Regions from separate parts of the Sus scrofa genome. Here region 1 is linked to region 2. A link is a contact called in public HiChIP or PLAC-seq data. All regions are on one chromosome and are shown on one strand. The core of a region is the stretch at or near the end of the contact, and the rest is flanking DNA. Distances in the headings are between cores, read along the strand shown. Region 1 overlaps ASPRV1 (retroviral-like aspartic protease 1). Region 2 overlaps ASPRV1 (retroviral-like aspartic protease 1).

Region 1 (4,967 bases), core at 2,420-4,919, 85 kb after region 2:
CAGGGATTGATAGTTTGAAGAGGGCAGCAGCCAGGCAAAGGAACCTCAGGCCTTAGAGTGGCCCAGTGCCTTCTCCTCCCCACTCCCACCTGCACAGGGGCACATCCACAGGGAGGGTCATGTTAGGGTGGGGATCAGGAAATCTCCTCAGAGAACTTTTTAAAAAAATTTATTTTATCGAAGTATAGTTGATTTACCATGTTGTGTTAATTTCTGCTATACAGCAAAATGATTCAGCTATACATATATACATTCTTTGTCATATTCTTTTCCATTATGGTTAATCCCAGGATATTGAATAGCGTTTTCTGTGCTATACAGTTGGTCCTTGTTGTCTATTCATTCTGTAATAGTTTACATCTGCTTCCCAAACTCCCACTCCATCCCTCTCCCCCTCTCTCCCCCTTCACAACCACTAGTCTGTTCTCTATGTCTGTGAGTCTGCTTCTGTTTTGTAAACAAGTTCGTTTGTGCTCTATTTTAGATTCCACATATAAGTGATATCAGATGGTATTTGTCTTTCTCTTTCTGACTTAATTCACTTACTATGATAATCTCTAGGTCCATCTGTGTTGCTGCAAATGGCATTATTTTGTTCTTTTTTATGGCTGAGTAGCATTCCACTGAATATATGTACATCTTCCTAATCCAGTCATCTGTTGATGGACATTTGCATTGTTTCCATGTCTCGGCTATTGTAAATAGTGCTACTATGAACATAATAGTGCATGTTATCTTTCTGAATTCTAGTTTTCTCTAGATACAGGCCCAGGAGTGAGATTGCTGGATCATTTGGCAACTCTATTTTTAGTTTTTTGAGGAACCTCCATACTGTTTTGCATAGCGGCCACACCAATTTACATTCCCACCAACAGTGTAGGAGGGTTTTCCCCACACCCTTTCCAGCATTTGTTATTTGTAGAGTTCTTAATTATGTCTATTCTGACTGATGTGAGGTAGTACCTCATTCTAGTTTTTTGTTGTTGTTGTTGTCTTTTTAGGGCCATACCCATGGCATATGGAGGTTCCCAGATTAGGGGTCAAATCAGAGCTGTAGCTACCAGCCTACACCACAGCCACAGCAACAAGGGATCTGAACCATATCTGTGACCTACACCACAGCTCACAGCAACGCTGGATCCTTAACCCACTAAACGAGGCCAGGGATCAAACCCACATCCTCATGGATACTAGTCAGGTTCATTAACCACTGAACCATGATGGGAACTCCCAGCACTTCATTGTATTTTTGACTTGCATTTCTCTAATAATTAGCGATATTGAGCATTTGTGCCTATTGGCTATCTATATGTCTTCTTTGGAGAAATGTCTGTTTAGGTATTCTGCCCATTTTTAAATTAGATTTTTTTTTGTTATTGAGTTGTATGTGTTGTTTTATGTTTTGGAAACTAAGCTCTTTTCGGTCACATCATTTGCAAACATTTTCTTCCATTCTGCAGGTTGTCTTCTTGTTTTGTTTATGGTTTCTTTTGCTGTACAAAAGCTTGTAAGTTTGATTAGGTCCCATTTATTTATTTTGGCTTTTGTTTCTATTGCCTTGGGAACCTGATCTGAGGAAACATTGGTATTGATTTATGTCAGAGAATGTTTTGCCTATGTCCTCTTCTAGGAGTTTTATGATGTCTTGTCTTATATTTGTCTTTAAACCATTTTGAGTTTGTTTTTGTGTATGGTGTGAGGGTATGTTCTAATTTAATTGATTAATTGTAGCTGTCCAACTTTCCCAACACCACTTGCTGAAGACTGTCTTTTCTCCATTGTATATTCTTGCCTCCTTTGTTGAAGATTAATTGACGGTAGGTATTTGAGTTTATTTCACAGAGGGGATCTTTACGTTGAGTCTTCAAAGACAAATAGTTGTTTCCCAAGATGATGCAGGGTAGAGGGAGAAATGTGAAAAAAGGAAAGGGGATAAGCTGGGCTGGACCCAGATAACAGGGTGACTGAGGTCGGAGAGACAGACAGGCTAGGTGTGGAAGTCCTGTAAGACCTTTGAGGAACCTTCAAAGGCCAGGGATCACTGATGCTGAATTTCTTTGGTTCTAAGATGCGCTCAATTCAAAAGTGCATTATATATATAATATATTTTGGAGAAAAAATATATTTTTAATATATATCCTGGTGTATATATATATCCAAGGTATATCCTGATTTAAAAAGCAGTAAAATGTGTGTGTAGGTGGGGGGGCGGTGAGGGCGGCTGTGGGTCCTAAAGTAGAAAAAATACTTGACTTTATCTCATGTACCAACTCAGGTTCACACAGCTGCCTGGTGGGAAGTGCTGCAAAGGATTCTGGGATTGTATTCAGACACAGCCAGCAAGATGCCATGATTGATTAGTGATGTCTGCCCTGGGAGTAAATGTGGAAAATAACCACTTGCTTCCTCTGCTGCAAGCAGTCGGGGGCCTTTATCCTTCGGTAATGGGAAGGCAGGGAAGTGACGTGATGATATCTGCATTTGTAATGTGTCTGATCCTCTCCACAAACTGAGCTGTGTGAGATATATCATTAATTTTTTTTTTTTTCTAAGAGTGTTGCTGTTGTGTACTGCAGAAACAAATCCAACTTGATCCCTATCCTTACTCACTGGGTTAAGGATCCTGCATTGCTGTGAGTTGTGGTGTAGATTGCAGACACGGCTCGGATCCCATGTTGCTGTGGCTGTGGCATAGGCTGGGAACTGCAGCTCCGATTAGACCCCTAGCCTGGGAAATTCCATATGCTATGGGTGTGGCCCTGAAAAGACAAAAAAAAAAAAAAAATCTGAAAGAAAAGCTAATTATGTCTAATTAGTTAGGATCCCTTTAGGTCATATACTGCTATCTCTGCCATGCATGGCAGACAAGGAGCTGGGATCTTAGGTCCTGCCTTCCTAGGGCCACCAGGCAGCCCCTCCTTGTGATGTCTTGTCACTTCTTCAGAATGAGGCTGCTGAGTGGTGTGTGGGTATCTGTTCTCTCCAGAACTGACCACTGTCCATCTCCTGTCCAGCTGGTTCTGTCCTCATCTCTTGTCACCACAAGGCTACCTCACATCTCCTATCCAGGGCACTTGGACATATCTTCATCCATGGGTTTAAAAGATGGTGTAGGAAAGTATCTTCTGTCTTACAGGTAACACTGGCTCTTGGCCCAGCGGTGTAACAGAGCCCTAAAGCCCTGACTATTTGCCTGAGACAGAAGAATCAGGAGCAATGCACACATTTGTATTTTCCTGTCCCACAGCCTGTGGAGGGGGACAGGGAATAAGGCAACGTGGAAGGAGGTGGTCAGGTGGGATTCTGTGCTGCTCAGGTGCTGGCTGATGAGGCTAAGCAGTCTCAGTGGGCCAGGGGGCCACTTCCCAAGGTAACACAGAGGCGTTGGGGATGTCAGTTATAGGATGTGAAAGAAGGACAGCTCTAAGGCAGCACGTTTGGCAAAGCCTGAAGACATTTTTGGTTGTCACAACTTTGGGGGGGTGGGAGGATGCTAAAATGGCATTTGGTGGGTGGAGCCCAGGAATGCTGCTAAAGCATCTTCCAGGGCACAGGTTGCCCTCCTGCCCCCGCCCCTCCCAATACAGAATTCCCCAGCTCCAAGTGACAACAGTGCTGAGACTGAGAGACTGGATCTGAGATGACTCACAGGTGTTGTTGCCCTGCAGTGTAGGTTTCATCCCCATTTAACAGATGGGGAAGTTGGAATTGGGAAAGGTTAGTCTGCCCAGTGTTGTTCTAATGGTAAATGATTGAAGTTGGTGTTGAAGCCTGCCTGACTTTAGAATATTCAATTCAGTCCACTGAAGCAGTTTGGACACACAAAGATTTGGTAAAAAATGAATTTAGGTTGTTTGCATCTATTATAAATAGAGCAAGCCAACACAAAGTGGGTGAAAATGAATTTGAAAAGCTGAAATGTCCAACAAAGAGGTCTTCATTAACTAAACAGTGTGTAAGTTATTTGTAAAACCCATGAACACATTAACTGTGGTTGGAAACATTCATTGCTTGTATCACTTCTTGAAAAAAAGGTCACAGGGAGTTTCCATTGTGGTTCAGTGGCAACGAATCTGACTAGTATCCATGAGGACATGGGTTCGATCCTTGGCCTCTCTCAGAGGGTCGGGAATCCAGCATTTCTGTGAGTTGTGGAGTAGGTTGTAGATGTGACTCAGATGCCTGGTTGCTGTGGTATAGGCCGGCAGCTGTAGCTCTGATTTGACCCCTATCCTGGGAACTTCTATATGCCGCGGGTGCGGCCCTGAAAAAAATCACAAAAATCATCAAACAAGTAGAGGAGACATATTGGCTAAAAATAAACTAGGAGGACCCCATCCCCCCTAAAAAAATACTTACTAAAATTCTACAAGCTTTTCTGAATTTTGCTTATTATTGCTTGATGATTTTTACATTGTTTAAATTCCTTTTTGTTTTTTTTTTCCTTTCTTTTACAAAAGCAATACTGCTCATTATAAGGAAACCAGAAAATTAGGTCAGTCCAAAAATATGTAAAGAAATTTCATGAAGATCTGTGCACCCACTCTCCCTCCCTTGGTCAAACATGGCACATTTTTCCAGACCTTTCTCTATAGATATTCATATGGATGTATTTTCCTTCATTCTTTCTTTCTCTTTCTCTGATTCTCATTTTTCCTTTTTAGCAAAAATGGGATTATGCAGTACTTTCTGTTTTGTAAACTCCCATACTTTATTTAGCCAATTCCCTATTTTTGGACATTCAGCTTTTGTTTCCAACATTTTGCTGTTACAGACCTCACAATACAGCAATGAAAAGGACTGTACTGCATGTGACACATGCAAACCTCACGGCCATACTGTTGAGTGAAAGCAGCCAGACACAGACATGTACGGTGTGATTCCATTTATAAAACCTTCTAAAACCAACAGGCAAAACCAAACCACAGTGTGTGCAGATGTGTACTCAGGAGGCAAAATTATAAAGG
Region 2 (5,067 bases), core at 2,410-4,909:
TCTCTGAACTGTGAGCTTTGGGAACCTCAGGAACCATATCTGTTTTGTTTGCTTCTGTATCACAGGACTGAATAAAGACTTGGCCCTTATTAGCCCCTAAAAATGAAGAAATAAATAGTGACCTTGAAGTTTTGGAATCCTAGGTTTCCTTGCTTACTGCTTAAGCCAAGGATCAGATTAAAAACTTTGACGCCTAAGCAATAGAAAGATTATGACGTCCCTCATAATTTCAGCCCTCAGTATATATCTCAAAAACAATATTAAGCATTCAATATAAGGAAATCTAGCAAAGTGTAAAAAAACCCAGCAAAATCCTGATTTTTACCATGGTGACTACTTGGATAAATATGAAATAAAACCTTTTTTTTCCTCCACACCCTGTGGCATGGTGAAGTTATTGGACCAGGGATCAAATCTGTACCACAGCATCGACAATGCCAGATCCTTAACCGCTAGGCCACCAGAGAACTCCAAAACATTTGTTGTTATTGTCTCTACTTTACCAGTCTCCCTGAGCGCATGCTTTTGGATAATCTGCCTAGATCAGCCCCTCCTTCACCTTGGATTTCACCTTCATTTCCTCCTAACTCCACCTGCTTAAGCTGCTAGCCAGCCCCTTTCACCCCCCCAGTGGTGTCCAGACCGTTCCTGAGAGCCCAGCCTGGGCTAGTGCCCCAGGCTCTCTGAGGGCTTGCTAGGAAAGCCAAGTAGAGCATGTATGCTGCTGAAGAGTTCTTCACAGTGAGAACTTCCATGCTGAATTGTGGTTGATAGTCAGCATAGCATGTTGTGCAAGTGATTACATTTAGGCTATTTTTAGTCACTGTAGTCTGCTTCCATGATCCTGGATAGGGCTTCACCTGCCACATATGGAGCCTCCCAGGCTAGGGGTTGAATTGGAACTGTAGCTGCCAGCTTACACCATAGACACAGCAATGCCAGATCTGAGCTGCATCGGTGACCTATACCACAGCTCACGGCAATGCCAGATCCTTAACCAACTGAGCAAGGCCAGGGTCGAACCCAAAACCTCATGATTACAAGTCGGATTCATTTCCTCTGGGCCACAACAGAAACTCCTAGGTGGGCCTTATTGAAACCATTCAGAGAAGGAAGGTGTGATTCTGGAAGCAGAGCCCAGACCTCCAATAGGCTATTCCAAGGCTATGACTATAATCAAATCCTGTTGTTGCTCCATTCCAAAGAGTTTAAAATAGTGTTGGAAACCTGTAAGGAAAAAAAGCACCACCATAACTTCTTGGCTTAGGAAGTGATGTGTGCTGGCCAGAGCAGAAGGGGTAGCCCAAGGCTCCCAAGTTCTATTCTGGACTTGCTGATCTGAGGTGTGATAGTCAGCAATCTGAGATGATATCCTGTAGCTCTGATGGTGTCTCCTCTTCAGCGCAGAGTCTGTGCTTGTAGGAAAAGAGGCCAACCTACTGGTCCCCTCTGCTCTTGGAGTATCTTATCATTAGAGGTCCTTTCTTTCTTTTCTTTCTTTCTTTTTTTTTGTGTTTTGTCTTTCTAGGGCTGCACCCGCGGCATATGGAGGTTCCCAGGCTAGGGGTCAAATCAGAGCTGTAGCCTCAGGCCTATGCCACAGCCACAGCCACAGCAACGTGGGATCCGAGCCACATCTGTGACCTACACCACAGCTCATGGCAATGCCGGATCCTTAACCCACTGAGTGAGGCCAGGATCGAACCCACCACCTCATGGTTCCTAGTTGGATTTGTTAACCACTGAGCCACGATGGGAACTCCAGATGTCTTTCCTTTCATTTGAATTTTCATGCCTTTTTTTTTTTTTAAATAGAGAAACAGCTCCCACAGAGTTAATAACACGATCCCAGCAATATCATCCACTTTTTACTTGAGTTCATTTTATCAGAATTGCTTTCCTTTTATCAGTGTGATTATATCAGCTCTTCTAAAGGATGAGTACTTTGATAAGCTTAGGAAAAGGAAAGGATAGTTTGTGTGGGGCACACACCTTGGATAGCCAGAGAGTAACATAAGGGCACCAGGGACATGCTGAGCTAGATTGGGAAGAAAAAACTTACATCTCTGGAGAACCAGGCATATATACAGATATTTTTGTGTATTTTCTTATTTAATTATCATAATACAAATCAATAAAGTATCATCTCCATTTTTGTGCTGGGGCAAGCTGAAAGTCAAAGAAGCTATGTAACTTGTCCAAGGTCAGACAGCTAATAAAAGGCTGAGTTAGGATTTATTTCTCCTCAGGTCTGTCCAGTTCCACAATTCATGCTGTTTCCGTAGAGCTCTTCTGTCTCTGACAAGATTTTGGAAAGGAGGGTCAGGAAAGAAGAAAAAATGGGGAACTGCCATCTTTCTCTACCTTACAGTTTTGTTTGTTGAGATGTGTTTAGCCACAGCATCCTTTTTGTAGAATTCTAGGTTTTATGTATAGAGACACTGCAACAACATATGTAGGGAAGATACCAGTTGACTATAGAGGAGGTTTAATAAAAGCCTTTGTTCTTTGCTTCTAGGTATTCATAGCAGTGTAACCCACAATGTGAGAACACCATTGGTAACTCTGATGTACTGTTTAAGATGCCTAATCCTATTATCCAAATAAAATCTGTTGATGTTCTCCAGGGGAGTAAGCTGTGATGGGGACAGAGGTAAGAGTGCAGTGTGGCCTTACTGCATGTACTGGGAGCTATTGGCACCTGTTATGTGACTGTTACAGTGAGTTATTACTGAGTAAACAAGAGGTATCTCTCTTTTGCCTTTCCATGGAAGACCAGATGGTGGTGTTGACCCATATCCAAGAGAGCCTGGCCTCTGGGCTGAGAGAGGAGACTGCTTAAGGATGTTAGGTGATGAAATAAGAAGAGACAGGCCTGGTCTATCAAGTGGTATAATTTCAGGGGGCACAAAGAATATGTCCTGCCCTCAAAGATTTGCATTAACCATTTGCTGTTGCTTGGAATTCCACAACTGAAAATTTTTTCCCTTGATTTAAGTCTTTTGAGACCCTATGAAAATTGAAGACTCCAGGAAAGAGTTTGATTGTGAAGCATTTTGCTCATGTGAGTAGAAGTATAAATGAATTTATGAGATTGATTTCTGAGAACTAGACTAAGGCAGGGACAGAGAGGAGAAAGCATTGTGCCTCTAGTCATAGGGATAGGAAGGAGACACCATTGAATTTGAGATAAAGGGCCTGAAAAGAAAAGTTGAGCCCCTAAAGAAACACTTTGTTTTCTTCACAGTTTTGCCTGAGGAAAGATAAGGAGCTGAGAGTGGTGGGGATGGAGGCTCTTGAACTCAAGAGAGGGTGCTGAGGAGTTCCCATTGTGGTATAGTAGAACGAATTCAACTAGGAACCATGAAATTGTGGGTTCGATCCCTGGCCTCACTCAGTGGGTTAAGGATCCGGTGTTGCCGTGAGCTTTGGTGTAGGTCACAGACGAGGCTCGGATCTGGTGTTGCTGTGGCTCTGGTGTAGGCCAGCAGCTGTAGCTCTGATTCAACTCCTAGTCTGGGAACCTCTATATGCCTTGGGTATGGCCCTAAAAATAGCAAAAAGGGGAGGGGACGCTGAGGAGAGAGATTTCCTACTAGTGTGATGGATATGCAGTCATGGTGTTGTCTGGAGAATAGCTGACAGGCAGAATGTAATAAGGAGTGTAGGACCTTGGAGTGTGGTTTGCTGTGATATTCTCAGACAAGACCGTCACAGATCTTAGGAAGCAGGAGGCAGCTTCCCAGAAATGATGTAGAATAGTGGCGCAAAAAAGGCCACTGATGACAACATGGGCAGGGTACTTCCTCAGGGGCCACTGGTCATGGGCAACTTCTGGTCTTGATTTCCCAATGAGCTATGCTGAGGAGGGCTTTACCGGAAAGTAAAACCACGTCCAATGCAGTGACAAAGCCCTTGGGGTATCTATACAAAGGTGTAGTTCCCTCTTGTTCGCTAACTTTATGGAGCCACAATAACTAAGCCAGAGGTGCCAGCAGGCAGCTGGCCTGTGAGATCAGATCTGACCTGTGAGTCAGATCTTCAACTTTTTTGGATTGAGTTCATTCCTGGTTGACTGTTCATCTTTCATTTACCAGTGCCCTCAAACTGCTTTTGTGATCTGAATTCTCACATCTTTTCCTCCCCCAGGGAGTCTTTAATAGAGACAACTCAAATCTCAGTGCCTTTCCCAGCTCCTCAAAGTTGTGTTAATGGGTACCCATAACCCTTAGGCTTCACCTTCTGTTCTGTCCACATTTCTACCCTAAGTCCAAAGCATTTTCTTTTGGATCAGGCTTTTAGATTCATTCAGGCCTCTGATGTTCTTACTTATTCTAGCATATTTCCCTAGAGGATTACCTGAGCACTTGGTCTCCACCCTTCACCTTCAAAAGTTTGACAGAGTCTGGACCTCCTTCCTTACTGGAATCAGCACAGTTCTTTGGAGGTTTCTGTTTTTTTTTTGTTTTGTGACTGTACCCGCAGCATGTGAAAGTTCCAGAGCCAGGGATTGAACCTGTGTCATAGTGACTTAAGCCATAGTAGTGACAGTGCTGGAACTTTACCTCTTGAGTTACAAAGGAATTCTGGGAAATTTCTGGATGTACTGTACCCCCTCCTCTCTCCAGCTAAATCAGCCTCATACACAAAATGTAGTGATGTAGCTGGATCTGTTAATCACCAGGACTTTGGAGCCTGTGCCCCCGGGAGGGAGGGACTCCTCCTGGGCACCGCCCTGGGTAAAAACTCTGTCCATTAGTCTCTGCATCTCCTCCATCTCACCTTTATTTTGGCTTTTCCCTGAGGGGCTCAAGCTCTGTCCAATTGTCCTGTCTGAACCCCCTAACTCTGTACAGAACTATAACCCTGAGGTCAGCCCCTTATAAGGGGCTGTGACCTTTGCTTTCCGGCCCCTTTCAGGCCAGGTACCTTCTCCGATACTAGAGCCTTTTCTTACAGCCAGGCTTCAGTAGGTAGAGTCTTGCGCATGTGCTGACCTTCCAGTGTTGACCACCCTGAACTCTGCCTACTACTCTTTGCGCTAATTGGATGTTTTGCTTGTCTGTC

What was found. HiChIP or PLAC-seq counts read pairs in DNA pulled down with a chosen protein or histone mark.
Region 1: an H3K27ac HiChIP or PLAC-seq map of alveolar macrophages shows a contact between it and region 2. The contact joins two enhancer-like sites. A contact is called at or near these places in 2 of 47 Hi-C or Micro-C datasets (blood and embryonic fibroblasts) and 1 of 2 datasets of contacts at active chromatin or transcription factors (alveolar macrophages).

The regions. Positions count from the first base shown.
Region 1 is chr3:72,500,147-72,505,113 of Sscrofa11.1, forward strand. The region is part of intron 9 of ASPRV1 (retroviral-like aspartic protease 1); the gene reads left to right. Among named protein-coding and RNA genes, the nearest start is that of MXD1, 43 kb to the right of the region's middle. Within about 2 kb of position 3,670, at least 1 of the 83 cell types and tissues checked has an H3K27ac peak or open chromatin away from gene starts, as enhancers often do. A contact at or near this core is called in alveolar macrophages, where this site is marked.
Region 2 is chr3:72,415,487-72,420,553 of Sscrofa11.1, forward strand. ASPRV1 (retroviral-like aspartic protease 1) reads left to right here. Exons shown (of 13, transcript XR_002342602.1): 7 at 2,519-2,653. Among named protein-coding and RNA genes, the nearest start is that of PCBP1, 38 kb to the left of the region's middle. Within about 2 kb of position 3,660, at least 3 of the 83 cell types and tissues checked have an H3K27ac peak or open chromatin away from gene starts, as enhancers often do. A contact at or near this core is called in alveolar macrophages, where this site is marked.